Regions from separate parts of the Cricetulus griseus genome. Here region 1 is linked to region 2. The links are chromatin contacts, called in public Hi-C maps. All regions are on one chromosome and are shown on one strand. Each heading gives the region's core, a stretch centred on a gene start, on an enhancer-like site or on the middle of the called end of the contact. The rest is flanking DNA. Distances are from core to core; before and after follow the strand shown.

Region 1 (5,949 bases), core at 3,446-5,945, 250 kb after region 2:
AGAAGACACAAGTTCAGTTCTCTACACCCATACTGGACAGCTCCCAATTGCATGTAGCTACAGGGGATCCAACATCTTCGTCTGGCCTCCACAGGCACTGTACACATGCATTATATACAGATACACAGAAACAGATAGACAGACACGCTCACCCATATACATGCACCATACACACAGACACACAGACACATGCATGTGTACACATGCATACACAAAATATGGGGTAGTCCATGACATAAGCCATTGGATACTCCTAATCAATCAAATCCTGGAATTAGGTGAATGGCCATATAACTCTTCTTAGACCATTACTGTGAAACAAAGGCACATACAGGAAGTTAAGGCCTACCAGGGCGAGGGGAGCCAACCTGGAGTCTGCCTGGCACCATCAGAGGTCCTGATTGTGCCTAGCCAATGAGGGGCAACTACACATTGTCAATGGATCAGATCGCCTGGGTGCTGGGAGGGTATAGAAGTTTCTACCCATTGCTAAATAAATGAGTCTGCTGTTTCTCCTTTCATCTGACTCCCAAGGTTTGTTTTGTTGACTCTGCACCTTATCATCCCCTCCCCTGAGGGAGCTGTTAGGACCCAGCAACAGACACAGAGTGGCTTTGGCAAGTTGCTAATTGCACTGCCATTATAGATTGAAAGTCCAAGTTAAGCTATTCTTAGATGACTAGAAACTCTGAGATCTGTCCTGAAAGAAATATTCACAGCCAAAATTTCTGCAAAAACCAACTAGAGCTTCAGTTGTAAGAGGGGCTGATGGAAATGTTTAGAGCTATTGGCAGGCCCATGACAGAAATTGAAATGCAGACCCTTTGAATCTGGGAGCAAAGCCCTTTCTTCTCTGTAGATAAGCCCACTCTTCTCGAGATAACCTAGGCTTGCTGAGCATTGGTGGACACTGAATACTGAACCACAGAACAACTAATTACAATGTTCCTTGAGCATAAATCAGTGTTACCTAATCCAGTAACAAAATTGTACACACTTAAATTGGCCTGGAAGGTTGTGACAGTTTGGAAGAAAATGGGCCCCCAAAGGGAGTGGCACTAATTAGGAGATATGGTCTTGTTGAAGGAAATGTGTCACTGTTGGGGGTGGGCTTTGAGGTCTTTTTCTCAAGCTTCACTCAGTGTGACAGTTAGTCAAATTCCTGTTGCCACTGAGTCAAGGTGTCTCTCAGCTCCACCTGTCTGCATGCCACACTGATGATGGACTGAATGTCTAAAACTGTAAGCGAGGCCCCTCAATTGAATGTTTTCGTTTATAAGAACTGCCATTTCATGAAACTTATTTCAGGGCAGAGACAAAAGGGTTATTTGTTGGTGCGTAATCATTTTGACTAGGAAGTAATATAATTGGTAATATGCACAATTAGATTAAAATGTTTGGCAAAATAAAAGAGTTGCTGTGGTGTAAACAGATGTCTCTCTCTTGCCCAGCAGTTCCCAAATAACCACTTAATGTTACTTATAAAACCTCGGCTTGTTACTAGCTGATTCTTACACTTAAATTAACTCATATTCCTTATTACGTTCTGCCACATGGTGTTACCTTGCCTCAGTAGGGCGTGACCTTCTTGCTCTCTCTGTGTTGGGCTGGCAACTCTTCCAACTCTGCCCTTCCTCCCAAAATTCTGTGTGTCAGGCTGTATTGCCCAATCTCTTCCTACCCAGCTATCGGCCCATTAGTTTTTTATTGACAATGAGAGTAATGCCCATTTACAGTGTACAAAGATTGTTCCACAGCACCATGGTCATGGTGTCACTTCATAGCAATAAAAACCCAAGACAAAGGTGTAAGTTGTATGAAGAAATGGCTTCTATACCTTGTCTCTAGAAGCCTGTATCTATTTCCTAAGAATTGTTAATTGTGGAAGAGAACACTAAGTCTGGGTCTAATGCCTAGTGTACAATAGTTCTGAATCACGTGCAAGAACCAGATGAAGATACACAGCTGCTTAAGCTGGTCCCAGGGTTTTAGTTACAATGGGAGACACTGGGTCACTTTTGGCATCTCAATAGGCAAAGAAGTTCTGTAGAGGATGCAATGACTAATCCTTATTATTTAGGGGAACACAAAGTTGCTATGACATAGTAGAGACATATGTCTGAGTTAACTTTGTACTGTAGTATTAATGCTTTCATCTTACAGGTATTAAAGGTGGAGGGAGAACATGATCCAAGAACTCTGCACCCTCTTCTGGGGAGAGCATGGCTGTGTTTTCATTGTATTATGTTAAGTGGAAGCATGATTTAGTGTGGTGGTTTAAATGAGAACGGCCCCCATAGGTTCATATGTTTGAATGCTTAGTCATCAGGGAGTGACACTACCTGGGAAGAATAGGAGTAGTTGTGGCCTTGTTGGAGAAGTGTGTCCCTGGGGGTGGGCTTTGAAGCTTCAAGTGTCCAAGCCAGGGCCAGAGGCTCTCTCTTCCTGTGAACTGTGGATCAGGATGTAGAACTCTCAGCTATTTCTCTAGCACCATGTCTGTCTGCGTAGTACCATGCTCCCTGCCTTGACTAAATGGACTAAACCTCTGAAACACTAAGCAAGCCTCAATTAAATGCCTTCTTTTATAAGAATTACCTTGGCCAAGGTGTCTCTTCACAGCAATAGAACACTGACACTTGGCTTTTTCTTTATCTGGGTTTCTTCATTAAGTACTGCTGATGAGCTGAGTAAGAGCTGACAAGTGGATCACCAGTCTTTAACTTTAGCCACGCCAATGACATTGTGTATCTTGTGGTTTGAATTTGCAATTCCCTAGATGACTAATGTTATCTTTTTGTCATTAAATGGCCATTTTTTACATCTTGTGAAATACTTACCAAAGCCTTTTGCTTACTGATTTATTGGGTTGTTTGTCTTACTGTTTAGGGCAAAGGAGGTACCTGTAGTTTAGCTCTTACTTTAGCACATGTAAGGCACTGAGGGAGAGAAAAAGCAGTTGTTACATATCCTGGACACCAGACTTTCTTTGGATATATTCTACTTCAGCGTTCATTTCTAATCAATAACTTGCCTTTCTTTTCTTTCTTTTGTTTTTTGTTTTTCAAGACAAGGTCTCTCTATGTAGCCCTGACTATCCTGAAATGCACTCTGTTGACCAGGTTTGCCTTGAACTCACAGAGATCCATCTGCCTCTGCCTCCCGAGTGCTGGGATCAAAGGTGTGCACCTACATGGCACAGCATGCCTTTTTAATTTCTTAATAGTGTTTACAAACTACAAACATTTTGATAAAATTTATCAAATAATGTGAATTATAGTTCATGCCTTTAAAGTAAGCGCCTTTGCCTTTCTCAGGGATACAAATAGTTTTCTAAATTTTCTTCTTTCTTTTCAGTGTTACCTGTTTTATTTAGGTTTATCACACATTTTTTTAAAAAATTAACTTATTCTTTTACAATTTCATACATTTGTTCTTCATTGTCGAATTACTTTTCTTAGTGGCTTCATTCACAGTCCCTTTAAGCTCACCACTCAAACCTGAGTCAATCCTGCCACCTCCTTCCCTGTCAGTCTCCAATCCATCAACACTTATCCATTTTACCCCCCAAACGTTTTTCTCTCTGACCACTCCTCTATCTTGCCTTAACCATCTTGCCAATAGCTTCCTGACTGGCCTCCTTGCCCCACCTCACCCCCCAGGCCACTTTTCACATCCCTGCACAATCGTTTAAAATCAGACAAAATGACCAAGTTACTAGCTTTGCAACCACTGCTGAAGGAAGCTTGGCCTCCTGAAAGTCAGAAACCCCCAAACTGTCCCTATGCTTGCTTACCTACCTCTTTTCACAGGCAGTCTAAGTCACAACTGCACCCCAACCAGAGGTCTCCCAGCTCCCCTTCTCGCCAAGCTATACCTTCAACCACTGCACTCTTTCCAATTCCAGGACTGGACAGTACTCTATCATCCCCCGCTAAATTTCGCCCATTATGTCTCCACCAGCTCTCAAACTTGGAGGCCAAGGACTCCGTTTATTCCCACTTTGCATTCCCAGCTCCTCCAACACGGAAGAAGCTTCCACATCTGGGTGATGGACGTAAAACTAAGCCAGAGCATCCGGTATAATTAAAGGGATCAGTTTCATCAGTAGTGATAGCTGACGAAAAGGCAGCCCGCTAGGTGGAAGGCTCTGGGAGTCAAAGAGAACATTTGTGCGACTACGGACGTGGGACCCAGAAATTAGCCTTTGTCTGCACCAATCAGGGGCTGAGGATACAAAGCGCTCAGCGGCCGAAGAGCCGAGCAACTGAGGAGCCCAAGGGCCGAGGGGTTGAGCGGCTAAGGATAAAATGAGCCAAGGCTACAACAAGCGGAAGGGCCGAAGAGCGGAGACGTGGAAGCGCTCGGGTTTCCCAACTCCAGGAAGCGAAAGGGAGAACTCACCTGGAAGCGGCCGCGCCACCTGCAGAGCCTCAGCCTATTTGGCGAGCGCCCGCGTGGGTGGGCGGGCCTGAAGCGTGGCCACACCTTCTGGGCCCGGTCACGCCCCCTACGGCGTGCGCGTCCCCGCCCGGCGCCGCCTCGCGCATGCGCCGTCAGCGGGAGACGGAGGTTGTGGGCGGCGGTGGCCACCGGGCGCGCGCTCTGGCTCTCGCCGTCGTTCCCTCTCGCTGGGTTCGCGTTCGCGCGCCGGGGCCGTGGCAGCAGCGGCAGCGGCAGCGGCGGTGGTAGCCGCGGCTGAAGCGTCGCGGGGGGCGGGTCGGGAGGGGGGTGGTCGGGCGGGGATGGACCCGGCGCGGCGGCCGCAGCGGCAGGAGCCGGCTCTGGAGTCCGAGCGCGGCGCTGGCGGAGACGCCGGCTGTCCGTCGTCTCCTCACCGGTGAGTGACTGGCCCAGGCCGTGGGTGGGGACGGGCGGTCTCCCCAGCGCAGCCCGTCGCGGCAGCGGGGCCTCCTCGCGGCCTGGAGCGGCTTGGACCTTTTGCCGCTCCCGTGGCGCCGAAGCCCCGGGCCTCCAGCTGGACCCCGCATCGCCAGGCCTCCTGAGGTCTGTCACTGGGACACCTTCTTCCCCCACCCCCCACCCCGTTCCCGGCACTCTCCCCGGCTCCCCTTGTGGCTGAGCTGAGCGAGGGGCGTGTGAGGACTCACGCACAAGACCCTAGGCCTCCCAGCCAGCCGAGGTCTTCGAGCCCTCGCTCGACCGGCCCTGCGGTCCCCAGAAGTTGGCCACCGAGAGTCAGCCCTTGCCACCAGAAACCAGTCGTGCACCTTTTGTTTTGATTCTGAACTTGTGGTTTAACTTGGAGGAGGAAGCCCGCTGTCCTGGGGAGAATCAGTGAGATGGGAGTCTAGGTGGGCCGGGCTTGGCCCTAGGGCGCCCTTTATTAACCCTTTTTGTGGAGAGTAGTGGGCCGCAGCGAGCTGCGCTTCGCCACAAAGCCAGAGGTTTCAGCCTCAGCCATAGTGTGGATGGTGTTGGTCCAGTGTCTGTCCGGACCCATCCCTAGTCAGCGTTGGTGGAGATCACCGTGGTGGATCTGCTGCGGGGGTTTCTGGAGGTAGCCCATTTGAGGTGTTGGCGAATATTTTGGCTTTGGTGACACGCTTTATCTTCGTCTGGGTATATTGTAGCTCATATCCTAACTTAGGTTTAACCGAGAAAAAAGACGACCGTGTACCCCATCTAAAATGGTTGTTGTAAGTCTGATACAGTTGTCAAAAAGTCCATGTGCCACGAGTGTCCCTGTGAAAGGCTGGAATTCCTACATTGACTTTTATTTAAAAAAGAAAAATAACGAAACTCCCAAGATTGGAAAGCAGGTGGGCGCTTTAAAATATAGTATACATTTAATTTGTTTTTCTGTCCAGTATCTTAAACTGTAGAAGTTAAACTAAATCCCTTGTCTTTTTGAAGTATGTAGAATGTGTGTATAGAAACTGTCACAAAGCCTGAAGGAAAAGAACCTTAATGGAAATGTTAGTGACA
Region 2 (6,083 bases), core at 715-3,214:
AGCAGCTGGGAGCTTTGCATCCCGATCCACAGCAGACCTGTTGTGGGACTTTGAAACTTCTGAGCCCATCCCCAGTGACACATTTTCTCCAACAAATGGGGTCATTCGAACTGCCATAGCACATATTGCCCCCTCTTTGCAGCTGAGGAACCTGAGAAATAAGTAAGTTGAAGACCTTGCCTAAGGTCTTATTTGGGAATAAGCAACAGAGACATTGAACTCTGGGTTACAGGTTTTCACTAGAATCACTGCAGGATGATGTGCTACACCAAGGTTAGCAGGGACAGCTTTCATACTATTCTTTGACTCTTAGAGAACTTTTATAATCATACACACTTAGAAAAACCCTAAATTCATGAAGCCCAACAGAGCTTCATACTCCCCTGAGGACTTTTGGCAGGCACTTCCTAGCCCCCACCCAGCACAACCATAGACAAGTCATTGAGAGTGGGACCTGACTGTGCACCCAACAGGTGGCCAGGGCTGAGAGCCACTCAGTCTCCTCAGTCTGGGCGTTTTCTAACTATAGACTCCTTTTAAAACTTGACAGCTATTATCAATCATTTCTAGGTAAGGAAACAGATTCCAGTGGGTGAAGGTCAAATACTTTACCTATACACATTAAGGCAGAAACTAACGGCGGTGGTTTGAATGAGAAATGGCTCTATAGGTTTGGGTATATGAACTCTTGGTACCCAATTGGTGGTCATATTTGACAAGGTTCATTTAGGAGGTGTGGCCTTGCTGGAGGAAGTACATTACTGGAGGTGGGCTTTGAGAGCATCATCCTCTTCCTGCTCACTCTCTTGCCTTGTGCTTGCATTTGACGATATGAGCTCTCAGCTTCTAGCTCTCGGTGCCTGCTGCTGTGTTGTTGCCACCATTATGGACTCTAACCCTATGGATCATGAGCCGGAATAAACTCTCCCCTCTATAACTTGCTTGGTTATGATGTTTATCACATCAACAGAAAATTAACTAGGATGGTAGCAGAGAGTAGGCTGTGGCTGTGAAGAGCCTGACCATGGTTTTGTTGTTGTTGTTGTTGTTGTTATTGTTGTTATTGTTGTTTATTAGCTTCGTTCAGTTGGTGGTGGGTCTTTTTGTTTTGTTTTGTTTTATTGTTTTGGCATATAAAGGACTTTGGAACTTGGGACTAGGAAAGCAGTTGAATGCTGTAAATGGAACTTAACAAGCTATCCTCATAGGAAACTGAAAGACACCACTGGTGAGAGCAACGCAGACTGTAGAGGCCTGGCTCAAACGTTTTCAGAGGGAAGCAAGGACTCTAATAGCAACTGGGCTAGGGGCTGTTCCTGTGATATTTTGACAAAGAATCTGGCTGTTTTCTGCCCGTGTCCTGAGAGTTTACCTAAAGCTAAATTAAAAAATAATGGAATAACGTCTTTGGAAATTTTGAGACTGCATAATGTCAAGTTTGTGTCTATCTATTATTAATAATGCTCATTCAGGCCTATAAAGAAAAAAAGAAAGCAGGGCGGTAAGGAATGCAAGTGTACAAGGTGGAGAGAGAAAAGGGTAGGAAGTGTAACAAGCAAGGCATTGTTAGAGGAGAGGTTACAACTGCTAAGGCGCTGAGCACAGCTAAGGAGAGGACTGCTATGCACTGAAACAAGGGATGGGTGCCTAAAGGGAAAGACCCCACCCAGGTAAGCTTCCAACTTGTGAAAGAAGCCTCCTATGAGAGAAGATCTGCTATGGAGATCTCTGCTCTAGAAAGCAACTGAGTGAAAGTGCTGGTGCTGGTGTGATTCAAGACGGACAGGGTCCATCCCAAGATGGTGGCTGAACTCAGCTGTGTCACCCATGAGGATTCTCCCTCCAGGGAGTTACAAAGCCACTAAGCAAGGCGTTGTGTGGCAAGGGTGTCCCTAGATGAAAACCATGAGGAAGCAGGAGGCTCTGAGAGGCTATTGCATCACTCTGTACAAGTGTGGCCTGGGTTGCAATGGAGATCACAAGATATTGGTGATGTCAGAGCTGAGACATCTGCCAAGGAGAATTCCACACATAGACTGGAACCAGCCCAAGAGAGAGAGATATGCTGCAGTCAGCAAAGCTGGAAGGGCAGAGCCGCTGAAGCCCTTTGACAGCAGGCAGGAGCTACATTGGAGCTTGCTCTTCGGGGTTTCCATCTTTGATCCACGATTTCCTTGCTATGCCCACTTTCCTCTCTTGTGGAATGGTAGTATATATTCTGTGGCACTCTGTATTGGAAGAATGCAGTTTTCTCCTTGGTTTTATAAAGGTCATAATTAAGAGATTGCCTTGAGTCTCAGAAGAGACTTTGGACTTCTCAGTGGTGAGATCTAAAGACTATGAGGACTATGGATTTGGACTAAATGCATTTTGCACTATGATACGGCCACAGATCAATAGGGACCGGGAAGTGGAGTGTGGCTTGAGTGAGAAATGTCCCCCTTAGGTTTGGGGGTGGTAATATTTGATGGTGCTATTTGGGGAGCTTAGGAGGTGCAGCCTCGCCCCATTTCTGGTTTGTGCTCTGCAAAGGGATGGATGAACAATAGCATGAAGAGGCAGCACTCCAGGCTCTTCCGGAGACCACTGGCCTGGGCTCTTACACAGCTGAGGCACAGTAGGAAGAGCGTCGGACACAGGCTAATGTCTGTCCTGGTCCTACAAGGCCAGCACCTGCTCTCTGGGAACTGTCTGGGCTAGCAGGAGGCTCCTGAGTATGGAGTGAAGACACTCTGCAGAGTGTCGGCGTAGTGTGCAGGCAAGGTGACCTGTCCCCCGGTTTACAGGATGGAGAACCTGTTCATCAATCGCTTCATGCACATGTTTCAGTCTTCCTGGAACGACTTTGCTGATTTTGAGAAAATCTTCGTCAAGATCAGCAACACTATTTCTGGTAAGAAGGCTCCTGGGTTTGGGGCGTGGGGGGGTTACTTTTCTGCCCCAGACTGGCTGACATCCAACTCAAGCACCCTCAACGTCTCACCAGAAGTCTCAATGCTATCGGGACTTTCTGTTTACACAAATACATCATTTGTGGCTCTTCTACACAGAGCCAAGGCAGGACTGGGCTATTTCTTTTTAAGTATTTACATTAAAGTAGCATTGGAGGGTGACTTAAGAGCCCAGTGGTTAAGAGCTAATTCTGCTCTCGAAAAGGTGCAGTTCCCAGCATCCACACTGGGTGGCTCACAACCACAATAACTCCAGGTTCAGGGGGATCCAAAGTCTCTGCTGATCTCTGTAGACACTTGCACTCAACACACACACACACACACACACACACACACACACACACACGCACGCACGCACGAACACGCACACACAGATAGTAAATAATAATAGTAAAATTAAAATTTAAAAACAACATTGGGGTCCTTAGGACCAGGATTTGTTTGCTTAGAGCCCTGATACTGTGCTAGACAGTTATGGATGGAGAGTTGTGAGAGCCATCATTCTTTAAGGACTCAAGAATGGTTGGATAAAGCTGCTGACCTCAGCATAGGGGACCAGTTCGCTCCCTTCTCATGCCATGCTGAACGACTGTAGATCTTGAGAAGAATGGATGCCTGGGAGTCTTGCTGGTCACTAAGGCACAGCTCAAGGAAGACTAGGGGTATAGTGACCATTGATGAGCAGGCACACAGCAAGTGGGAATGGCAAGTGAGAGGAGCCTGAGTGTCTTGAAAGGGAGTCCCTGCAAAGACTTGTCCGTAGGCAGAGCCATGGGGGCTTGCCCAGATGTCCTATCTAGGGGGCGTGCCCTCCTGTTCTCCCCACAGAGCGAGTCAAGAACCACTGGCAAGAGGACCTTATGTTCGGTTACCAGTTCCTGAATGGCTGCAACCCGGTACTCATCAAGCGCTGCACGGAGTTGCCCCAGAAGCTCCCAGTGACCACAGAGATGGTGGAGTGCAGCCTAGAGCGGAATCTCAGTTTAGAACAGGAAGTACAGGTAGGATTGCTGGCTGGAGACAGTCCTTCCACAGAAGCCACTTCCTGATGCCAATGCTTGCTAATCCCCAGACCGCTGTTTTTTCTGTTTGACTGACGATACAAAATCAGAAGTTTTTTTGTTTGTTTGTTTTTTGTTTTTTTTTTCTTTTTCCTGGCAGCAGCACCCATGAGGGTCTTGGGCACTGCACAGTCACAGAAGGGGCTGTATCTACACCAGCCTGACAGCTACAAACCTAGTGTCAGTATTTGCAAAACCCATATCAATAATTACAAAAGGGCCTGTACTGTGTCAGGCATTGTGACAGATGTGTTCTATACATGGTCAACCAAGCATCAACCACTTTGCAAAAGAGAAGACTGGTTAAGGAAGCGGGCTTTGTGTAAGGACAAAAGGCAGAGACTGGTAGAATTTATTACTTTCTAACTAGAAACATGTATGGTACCTGTGCCTCCCTCACCTCACCAAGCCAGTCACTCCTGGCTCTCACTTGCAGGTTCAACCGTTTACTCCCAGGTCCAAGGCTACCCTTGTTTTGAGACAGAAAGAATTCAAACTGAATTGGCTTGTAACTGACGGGATTTTTTAGGCATTGCCATGTTAGATTTTTTTTTTTTTTTAGTTTTGTGTTTGTCTGATTGTTTACTGAGAGTCCTAATGACAACCCTCAGTATCCTGTCTTCTCCCTCTCCCCATTTCAGTCAGCATCACTGGGCCTCCCATCTCCAGCTGTCTGTCTAGCCACTGGTCACCCTGTCTAGGTACCCAGTTCACACTGAGACTCCAGACACACATCGTCCAGCCCTAACCTCCTGCCTACTTGTCTTTGGAAGGTTATCTACCCAACTGAAGTTGGGTTCCTGACCCACTCAGGCAGGCCTTCCACAGTCTTCCGGACCTGCCTGGGTCCCTGGATACTACCTAGTCATGTACACAGCCAGCAATAACAATAACAATAACAACTCTTACACCCACCCACCCATGCACAGAAACCAGCATCTTAGAACCAAGAGGACATGAGCAGCCATCATTGCCCCTAGCCACCCAAAAGCAGGCCCCTGCTTATTCTCTAAGGCAACATCCTCTTACTGGTGAGCCCCTGCCACTTCCAGGGAAGGTGGCTTATGTGTTATGGGTTATCTTCACTTTGAGCTGACCCATCAAACACATGATCATGATGTTCTGCTGTGGTTTAGATCATGAGGCAATTATCCATGAATCTAACAGCCACCACTGACTAGACTCCTACATACATACTGCCTTGTCTCTTGCACTGTCCCTGACTAACACAACAGCGCAGTTCTTAAGGCCCTCCATCATTCTCAATGCCTTCCTTTGACAACCTCAGGGACATGTTAAACTCACAGCTCCTAAATTGCTTTCAGGATTGGGAATTGGACCCAGAGCCTCACATGTTTTAGCAAAGCTCTTCCACAGAGCTATGTTACCCAACCCTAAATATTTTTTAATCTTTCTCAGTGAAATTTATTTTTGGAGCAAGAATAGAAGAACCTTTGAAGGACCCTGTTTTCCCCTGCATCTGTGCAGAGTAGTCCCATCCCTTCCCATCTCTTCCTTTCCTGTCCTGGACAACAATGCTGCTAAATTTCCCAGCATTGAACATGATCTAAATGAAGTCCCGCAGGGCATCTGGGTGTTTGGCTTCTCTCATCTACCCCCGTCTGACCCCTCAGAGTTGTCTTGCAACTTCCTTCATGAGAATCAAGCAGGTTTCAGTTACAATGAACCTAAGTTAGCCATGGCCAGTGTTTCATCTTAGCTTTGAAAATTCCATGTGTAAACCAGCTTTGGTGCTAGAAACCGAAACCCATCGATTCTGAATCCCACTTGTAACCAGAGTTTTAGAACAAAAGCCCAGGTTCCTCAGGCTGAGACAGGCTAGGGGAGGCCACCCAGCCCGACACACTAACAAAAGAGATAAATATTGCAGTAAAAAGCAGACAGAGATTTAATCAATGTGGACACATGGGAGGGAAGAGATAATGGAGTCCAGTGACCCCAAATCCATCTTAGGGCAGTGGCATGAACTTTAGGATTAAATAGAGAAAGGCCTGGGGCAGGGGACAAAGCCAAGGTGTGGTCTGTTTGATCATTGTTTTGGTTCTGCAAT

The links. A called contact is a pair of places that touch in the nucleus more often than the background predicts.
Region 1: a contact with region 2 is called in a Hi-C map of liver, with 2.8 times the contacts expected there. The contact joins the promoter of Tmcc1 here to the enhancer-like site in region 2. A contact is called at or near these places in 3 of 8 Hi-C or Micro-C datasets (the CHL-YN cell line, the CHO-K1 cell line and liver).

What each region holds. Positions count from the first base shown.
Region 1 is chr8:28,673,091-28,679,039 of CriGri-PICRH-1.0, forward strand. It overlaps Tmcc1 (transmembrane and coiled-coil domains protein 1), which reads left to right and starts at 4,696. Exons shown (of 7, transcript XM_027429194.2): 1 at 4,696-4,840. The coding sequence starts at 4,746.
Region 2 is chr8:28,426,702-28,432,784 of CriGri-PICRH-1.0, forward strand. Alox5 (polyunsaturated fatty acid 5-lipoxygenase) reads left to right here. Exons shown (of 13, transcript XM_035448983.1): 5 at 2,787-2,893; 6 at 3,780-3,952. Among named protein-coding and RNA genes, the nearest start is that of Alox5, 31 kb to the left of the region's middle. Within about 2 kb of position 1,965, at least 2 of the 6 cell types and tissues checked have open chromatin away from gene starts, as enhancers often do.